Linked DNA regions of Hordeum vulgare: region 2 is linked to region 1. A link is a contact called in public Hi-C data. All regions are on one chromosome and are shown on one strand. The core of a region is the stretch at or near the end of the contact, and the rest is flanking DNA. Distances in the headings are between cores, read along the strand shown. Region 1 holds the start of LOC123403978 (phosphatidylinositol/phosphatidylcholine transfer protein SFH13-like). Region 2 holds the start of LOC123401035 (transmembrane 9 superfamily member 12-like).

Evidence for each region. Hi-C and Micro-C count contacts between places; a contact is called where the count stands out from the background.
Region 2: a Hi-C map of leaf shows a contact between it and region 1, with 8 times the contacts expected there. The contact joins the promoter of LOC123401035 here to the promoter of LOC123403978 in region 1. A contact is called at or near these places in 4 of 6 Hi-C or Micro-C datasets (leaf and seedling) and 1 of 1 datasets of contacts at active chromatin or transcription factors (embryo).

What each region holds. Positions count from the first base shown.
Region 1 is chr6H:482,814,996-482,819,496 of MorexV3_pseudomolecules_assembly, reverse strand. It overlaps LOC123403978 (phosphatidylinositol/phosphatidylcholine transfer protein SFH13-like), which reads left to right and starts at 2,161. Exons shown (of 15, transcript XM_045097881.1): 1 at 2,161-2,447; 2 at 2,822-2,924; 3 at 3,019-3,334; 4 at 3,430-3,529; 5 at 3,686-3,952. The coding sequence starts at 2,918.
Region 2 is chr6H:483,107,991-483,112,383 of MorexV3_pseudomolecules_assembly, reverse strand. LOC123401035 (transmembrane 9 superfamily member 12-like) reads right to left here and starts at 2,972. Exons shown (of 2, transcript XM_045094751.1): 1 at 2,639-2,972; 2 at 1-2,081. The coding sequence starts at 2,038. The coding sequence ends at 68.

The DNA of each region.
Region 1 (4,501 bases), core at 912-3,411:
GACATCACCATGATAGGTCTTCGTGCGCGTAGGAAATTTTTTGTTTCCCATGCGACGTTCCCCAACATTTTGTTTCGTCTCCCTCGCTCTCTTCGGCTCCCGTCGCTAGTCTCTCGCCTCCTTCTCTTGCGCCTATAAAAGAGAGGTCGCTCCTCTCCAGAGAAGTCGCATCAGAACTTCCTCTCGCCACCGGTTCCTTTCTCTGTGCTGCTTCTACGTTCTTCCCCATCCCGACTTACGGTGTGCACCGTAGGTCGGGACAGTAGGCCTCCGAAACTCCGTCCCTTCGAGTCCTGTACGGGAGAAGGGCGATAAGGTTTTTGGGGAGCGCTCAACGCGACTACTGGCTTCCATCACAGACACCGACGATCTCTTCCCGGACGACGACTTCTTACCTGATGTCAACCACCTCTTTGGTAACATGGCAAACGACAACGCCAACACCAACCCTACTCATGCTGCAACCCAGTACGTGCTCATGTTCTTTTCTTTTGAGTTTGTGCCGCAACTACTTGCTCTAGTTTCACTTCTAGATATGTTTCGTTTCCGCTCATCCTTTCTTATGATGCCTTGTGTAAATAGAACGATTATACATATGTTCTTTTCTAGATCATATGTGCACATGTCTTTTATCGTCTCATCTCTATATTGCATGTCTTGTTTCATCTTTATTATCATGGTCATGTTCTTCATAACTTTTCTGTTAATAAAATCCTATGGTAAATTGCTGATATTTCCAACAATTGCCTCCATAATTCTAGTAGTGGGATTTTTACATTATAGACTTATATAGTTTGATGACCAGCTTCCTCAAATGCTCGAGGTCTTCATGATGAATCAAGTTAGATGCACACCCATTTACTTGCATTAGGAGAGATTTCATAAATTTATAGTTTTAGTGCATCCGTTGCAAGATAATCCCTACTCCTCACATTCATATCGATAGTAAGGACACTACATTGCCTAATGACCCGTCTAGTTGTTGCGAGACTTTCCCCACGTTTTGTCTTCCCTTATACTCCCTCCGTTCCTAAATATAAGTCTTTTTAGAGGTTCCACTAAAAAACTACATACGGATGTATATAGATATACTTTAAAGTATAGATTCATTCATTTTACTCCGTATGTAGTCCCCTAGTGAAATATCTAAAAAGACTTATATTTAGGAACATAGGGAGTAAATCCCAATCACCATTATCTTTGTTCACACTCATTTATTGAGTGAAGTTGAAATAATTTAAGCGAGAAAAATATATGATACAATTGCTTGGTTTGGCATCGGGGTGTTCTTGATTTGATATATCTATGCAAGGAAGATTGAGCATGACATGCTTACCACAACTAAAATGTACAGAAGTTGTTTCCTTTACATCCATTAGTTTGAAAGGTTTTGATGAATTACATGCATGTTTGGCCTTACTGTTTCAATATCAAATTCATAGAGTATTGCCTTGTATAATTTCTATCGTAATATTCATGTCATGATTATATTATTCGATCAGGATTATGCTATGTAGTGTTTATATTTTTTTATCATTTACCTACTCAAAAATAAAATGAATTAAGTTTAAGGATGCTAATACATTTTCATCGTATCTATACTTTTTTTCATACTAACATAGTCTCAACGTCAGTTCCTGATTGTTTGCATCATGAACAACGCAACAAAACGCATCAAATCCTTCTAGTCGACGCCATTTGCCAGCCGAATTGTACCGACCTCCCCTGATTAACAGAAATCCTTTGATCTCGCAAAGAAAAGAAAAAAAAGAGCATGCGCACGAATCTTCGTCGAAGAGAGAGTAGGCCAGAGCCGGGATGGATGGGGAGGTGCCGTACGGGTATCACGCACGCAATACAAGGCGCGACCATCCATACCGACATGACAAGACTGACACGCCGGCCCCCCGCGTGTCAGCCCCTCCCGGTTAACCCCGCACGTGAGCGTCGGCGGCCCTGCTCCCGGCCCTGCGTTTTACGCAGTCACGCAAAAGCGACGCGGGAGCGCGGCAGCAGCCGTCCCCATCCGCCCGGGTCAATAGCGACGCGCGCACGCTCCTCGCGCACCCAGCACCGCCGCGCACGCCACCGACGACTGGGCCCCGCCCCGCCCCGCCCCGCCCCGAGAGGCGCCAGAAGGCACGAGGCGCTGCCCAGCGTCACAGTAACCGAAGCAGTCGAGTAGGCGGGCGCTAGCAGCAGCGGCGGCAGCAGCGGCACGGGGAGGAGTAGGCGGAGGAAAAAGGAAGCGTAAGCGCGAGGGGGACGGAGGCGGAGAGAGAGACGCGCGGATCAAACGCCCGCCCGCGCGTGCCACCAGCTCGAGCCATCGGTTCATCCGCTCCGCCCCGCCGCGCCGGAGGTGGTGGTGGTGGAGGAGGGGCGCGCGGCCCGCGGCCTCCCTCCCCATCCGGATCGAGCGGCGGATCTCCCTCTCCCGCGGCGAGGTACGGTACGGATCGGCTCCGCTCCGCTCCTTCCGGTTTTCCGTTTTGTTCGCGCGTCGGGTTCGGACGATCGGATCTAGCTGCGGGCGCCCGCGTGATTCTCGAGGCGGTTGGGGGGGGGGTACGTGCACTGGATCTCGCTTGCGGCGGGAGCATTTATTCTAGTATGTATGTAGGTTTAGGCGATCGCCTTTCCTTTCCGGAATCATCGTTTTCTGGGCTTGTTTCCTTTCCATGGCTTCTGCTTCTTCTCGTTGCGGATAATTTGGCCACGAGTTCGGTGTTTTCCAGCACAACTCTCTGAATTCAGTTCTAACCTGTATTTGTTTGTCTCTCCCAAAAATAAATGCATAATTGGTGTTGGTTTGTGGCAGAGTGGAGCTGGAGTGGTCGTACATATAGTTTCGGATCAGTGATCATCAGTTCTAAAATAGGCTGACCCCTGATCATTTAGGCTGCATTTGTGGAGAATGTCAGGTATGGGCTGTTGTTGGTTGTTTCTACACCTATGTGGGTTTAACGGATCAAGCAATGCAGCTAATGTTATGTGTGGTACGATGTGCTGTTTCAGAGAGCAATATCGACGGCATAGAGATATCAGTCAGTAACGATGAGAGGAGGGACAGAGCGGATGCCGAGAACTCGGAGGACGAGCCAAAGCACAGGCGGATGCGGTCGCTGAGGAAGAAGGCGCTGCACGCTTCAACGAAGCTGACACATTCGCTGAAGAAGAGGGGGAAGAGGAAAGTGGACTGCAGAGTGCCGAGAATAGCGATAGAGGATGTCAGGGATGCTGGTGAAGAGCAGGCGGTCAGCTCCTTCCGTGAGGTTTTGTTTGCCAGGAGCCTATTGCCTGAAAGGCATGATGATTACCATATGATGCTTAGGTTAGTATGGATGAAACCTTGCCTCGTATTGGTGTTTGTTTTCAGCTGTCAAATACCAGTTGGTGATTCTTCATTCTGGTATATGTGGTATGCAGATTTTTGAAAGCTAGAAAGTTCGACGTCGAAAAGGCAGCACAAATGTGGGATGAGATGCTCCATTGGAGGAATGAATTTGGGACGGACACAATTTTGGAAGTAAGAACACTGTCTATTCTCAGGACTGATTTGGAAATGTATGAAACATCTGTACAGATTTAGATGCATTTGGTGTGAATTTGAAAAGCTGCCTGCTATATAATTTGCCTTAACAGTGTCGTGCATACTGATGATAACTAACTTTTATCATTGAAGGATTTTGAATTTCATGAGCTAGAGGAGGTACTGCAATATTATCCCCAGGGTTATCATGGGGTTGACAAGGATGGAAGGCCTGTCTATATCGAGTTGCTTGGAAAAGTTGAACCCAATAAACTTGTGCAAACCACAACAGTGGAACGATATATCAAGTACCATGTGCAAGAGTTTGAGAGAGCATTCCGTGAGAAGTTTCCAGCCTGCTCAATTGCGGCTCAAAAGCATATAGATACAACAACCACAATATTGGATGTCCATGGCGTGGTATGTTCATTATCCTTTTCCTAAATATGGTTTCTCTGCGCCAGCAATTTTTGTCTAGACTCTAAAGATGTAAGAAAATTAGCAAAATTAAGTTTTGTCTTTGCAGTAACATTTTTTCCAAAACTACCTTCTGTTGATAAAACCTTCCATTGAAATTATTTCTTAGGCTAAAAATATGTTCTTTGTGGGGCTGCACTGCAGTTATCAGAAGTCAGAAACATTGTTTTCCTGTCACAAAGACATCTTCTCATAAGATAATATGCTAATATAACTGGAAATTTTCGCAGAAGTTGTAACCCTTACAGTCTTAGCCTCTTAGGGTACCTGTTCTAACAAAAATGTGACTATTGGGATTTGCGAATATGTACAAGCTTGCATAAAGAAAATTTTGAGAAACTTCTTTAAAAACATCTTAGTGACTAAATTAACTAGGATGCTTGATGGCACAGTAGTCCTTGAAAGTTAGAGAGAAACAGCAGTAACACAAGGCTTTTCTTGAATGCTGGTGGTTTAGCTCATACTCTGTCCAGATAAAATACAATGGATTTG
Region 2 (4,393 bases), core at 1,723-4,222, 290 kb before region 1:
TATTTGTGTTTGTGTTTCTAAGGATAACTATCACCAGAATCGGGTGACACTACTGCAGGGAGGGCTTCTAGTCAATCTTAACAGACGAGAAGAGGTAGTGGACGAAGTAGAACGAGAGCAAGAAGCCGATGGCACCAGTAGACAGCATGATGGCAAATGCCATGATCAGGGAGTAGCCAAGGTAGAGCGTCGCGGAGACTGGCCCGCTCAGGCTCCTGAGGTCGAACACCAGGTAGTTGATGGAGTATAGGAAGACGAAGAAAGCAACGGAGCCAGAAGCAAAGAAGGCTTTCCACCACCACTTCCAGTCCTCCACGCAAAGATGCATGTAGGTCAGGACCAGAGAAACCTCACCACAGACTATGACCAGCAGGAAGAGGACAATGAACAGGAAGCCAAAGACATAGTAGAACCTCCCCAGCCAGATGCTAGAAAGGATGAAGAAGAGCTCAATGAAAAGGGTGCCGAAAGGCAATGTTCCTGCACCAAGCACAAGCAGCCATGAAGGGAACTTGCGCTCAGGGATCTCTCTTGGGATTTGGTTGGTACGGACAGGGAATTCTATGCCTGCAGCCCGTGTGCCTAGCAAGCCTCCAATAAGAGTGAGTGGCACGGAGATGCAGAACCACAGGGCCAAGAGGGTGAAGAAGAGTGAAATAGGTAAAGCTCCAGTGCTCTTCTTACCCCACAGGATGGAATTCAGCACGGTCAAGATGATGAAAACAATGCCAGGGAAGAAGCAGGAGGTCAGCCAAGCAACAGATTTCCACCCTTCTGTGGATTGTTTGATAGTCCTCCAGAGACGGACACCAACATATCCAGCAATAATTCCAAGGAAGAGGTAGAGGACGATCATTCCGGTCAAGAGCATTCCCCTGGAAGCAGGTGAGAGGAAACCCAGAGCAGCAAACACGATTGTAACGACTGCCATGCCGGTGATCTGGATACCATCAGCGACCATAACACACAACAGCTTTGAGCAGCAGGGCTCCCTGAAGACATCACCAACAACAAGCTTCCATCCTGAAAGCTCCTCATTCATCTGAGCTTGGGCTTCTTTGTCCATCTCCTCATAACGTGTCAGATCCCTTCGGACAGTCCTCAAGAATATGACGAACACAATACCAGCCAAGAAGAAGACAACCATCATGGAGTTCATGATTGAGAACCAGTGCACCTTAGCACCATCCATCTTCAGGTACGCATCCCACCTTGACGGCCACTTGATGTTGCTCTTGACATACTCAACCTCATAGGTAAATGTAATCCGCTCCTTTTCACGGATCACCTGAGACTTCTCAAGCTCCAACGGGCAGTTCACAGAGTCAACCTTGTCATACATCCTGAGCTTGGACATGGCTGCAGGATCACGCTTCACACTGCAAGGAACAACCTCAAAGCCAACAATCTGGAAGCCGCTCTTGCGGTCAGACTCAACCATAGCAACACCATCCTCACTTGTGACCACAACATCACCTTGCGCCTGGTACGGATGAACCAAAACCCTGAACTTGAGATGGTTGATGATATAATCCTCGCTGCTCCCCATGGGGTTGTACCCGACAGGGTATCCGGTCCACTGGATTGTCATCCCATTCTGCTCAGTGAACCTCATGACCGGCAGATTGTCCAGGATCATGTTGACCTGGTACAGATTCCGCGCCCGGTTCTTCAACAGCTCGGCCTGCTCCTTGGTGAGCGGGTCGGTGGTGCAAAGGTACAGCGACTCGTTGGTGTTGACGTGGAAGTGGTACGGCGAGTTGTCGATCTGGTCACCCATGAGAACCTCGCCGAGGTTCTCGGCACTCTTCTTGACGCCTTCCGTGGGCTTGCAGTAGGGAAGGCTGTAGTAGCTGAAGGGCAGCTCGGTCTCGATGGACGTGAGCGAGTTGACCTTGGCTGCGATCGTTTCGCCGGCTTCGTAGGTGTGCATGAAGGTGCCCGGGAGGTAGAAGGCGTCGGCGATGGGCTGCAGGCTCAGTAGAATGACCAGCAGGGAAGCCGAGATCCACCGGGCCGATGGCATCTTGGAGACCATTGCAGCAACAGACTCCTTGCAGGCGATCAATCAAGAGCTCCACCTGGACGAAAATTGTATAGAAGAAACACGGATCAATTCATTTCACAGAATCGCCATATTTTTTTTTGTTTCGTTGATGTAATCATGAGCAGATAGCAACAAAACACATAATTAAAGAGAACAGGAACGCATGTGCATCGAACAGAGTACTCATTTATCTAACCGCCAACATGCATGCGCGAAATCAAACACAGACGATCTACCGAGCACAGACCAATACTCCTACACCCGAAGCTGCGGAGATAGCAAGCAACAGAGACACGTAATCGACCGATCCTCTGAAACCGACAATAACAACAACCGCCATTCACCGGGAAGAACGAACGAGCATGTCTGGACCAGCCAACAATCCCCTGAAATTGACTACGATAACCAGCGGGAAAACGAACTATACCAACAGCGGCCCGACGAGGCGGCACGGATCCCGCTCTAACCCGACCCAGCCACAGCGGCAGAGGCAGAGGATCCAGATCCGGCCGCCCAGACGGTCGACGGGTAACGCAGGGAAGAAGAAGAAGGAAATGGGGGAGCTGGGGGGAGAAGGGAAGGGGCGGTCACCTCAGATCTGGATCGCGGGGTGCGGACAAGGAGGAGGCGGCGACCTGGGCGAGGTCAAAACATGGGCGACGCTCCCGAGCCCGAGGCCACCCGCCCCTCTCTCTCTCTCTATCTCTCCGTCCGCCCTCGAGATCGAGGACGAGGACGAGAAGAATACAGCAGGGAAGTAAACGCTCGGCCGGCAAAATCGAGGGAGAGGGCACGAACCCCGCCAATCTTATACTACTACTTGTACTACTCCCGCAAACACGCACACACGCGCCACTCAAATCGGCGCAGTTTTGATTTCTTCCCCTCTCAAATCTACAGCCGCGCGCTGTTTGAATTCGGAGGACATTTGTGTTTTTTTGGGGGAGATTTGAAGGTTTATGAGGTAGGTCGTGGACCGGTTCGGTGCTCCAGGCCGGGCCCCGCCGCTGGTGTTGGTCAGCAGTCTACACGTGGTGGTACGTGTGGCGATTTGGTCCCGGTTTGACCCGGGTGGGTTGGGCAGGTTGGCGGGGAGCCTAACCGGGAGAGTGACATGTGGGCCCAGCCAAAACGCCGGAACGGGGATGTGCGGCATGTGCTCGTGTACGGTACGGTTGTGCTACTGCCTCGTATCGGTCGGTCTCCCGTTTCAGATCTGGACCGTCGGTGGGGTTGGTACGGTTCTCCTTTCCTTTTTCTTTTTTTTAGCGGTGAAGGGTTGGTATGGTTCTTGGAAGCTGCTGCAAAACGCCAACGCAGATGAATACTCCTACACAGTAGATTCCGGAATACTGCAGGTCTGCAGCTTCCCACCCAGGAGCACGCAGGCAATCGCGGCGCCTTTTTCCTGTCGAAAATACAGGTGGAGGTGGCGTTTTCGTTCCAGAAGGAAACATGAAGATGACCCTTGGAGCACCAAATTTGACCTTGAAGCATGAAGACACGTCCAGTCAGTATTTGAATGTGATCCTTTTTTACTTCATATCTGTGTGTCCATGCATTCATGTCTTTTATTTTATTTTCTTATACGTCTGGTCACATACATGTGATTAATAAAGATGGAGAGAGAAAGAAAATAATAATAATAAGGAAAAAATATTTGTGGTTGGTCCAATTTTATGTGACGGACGCAACACTATTGCCCAGAGACTCCTCGTACTCATCTTATATATAAGATGAATATAAACAATGGCGGATAGCCTGTCATTTAAGATGGATTTGAGGGATTCGATTGAATCAACTTTTTGCTTCTCCCTCATGTCTCATGAGTGAGTCAAATTGGAAAATTTGATTGTAGATGCTCTTAGAGCATCCACAACCGGTTAAACCGGCCTCAAACGCCCGGGTGGTCACTGGCTGGTCACAAAAAAGACTCACTCGAACACTTTAAACCGATCTCAAGAGTCATGATGTCTGGTCCTCCTCATATCCAGCCAAAATTTAGGGCGATATGGGACGGCCCGGACGCATCCGCCATGTTAGCCCGACCCACCATTGACCCCAATTTATCCACACATAAACCACGTCTGCCATTTTAGCCCGGCCCACCTCTAACCCCCAATTTGCCCCCACAAAACCCCTAATCCGGAGCAAACCCTACATTCCACTTCACTTCAATCCGCTCCGTCTCTTCTTGTTCCTTTCTTGGTTTCAATCCAATCCAACATTCATCCACCATGTCGAGCTTCGGCAGCCGCTCCGACTATGGCTGACTGGGACGCTTTTGTGTGCGAGGCGGCCGATGACGAGGATGAGTTGTCCCTCCGCATCACGATGGAGCGGGCG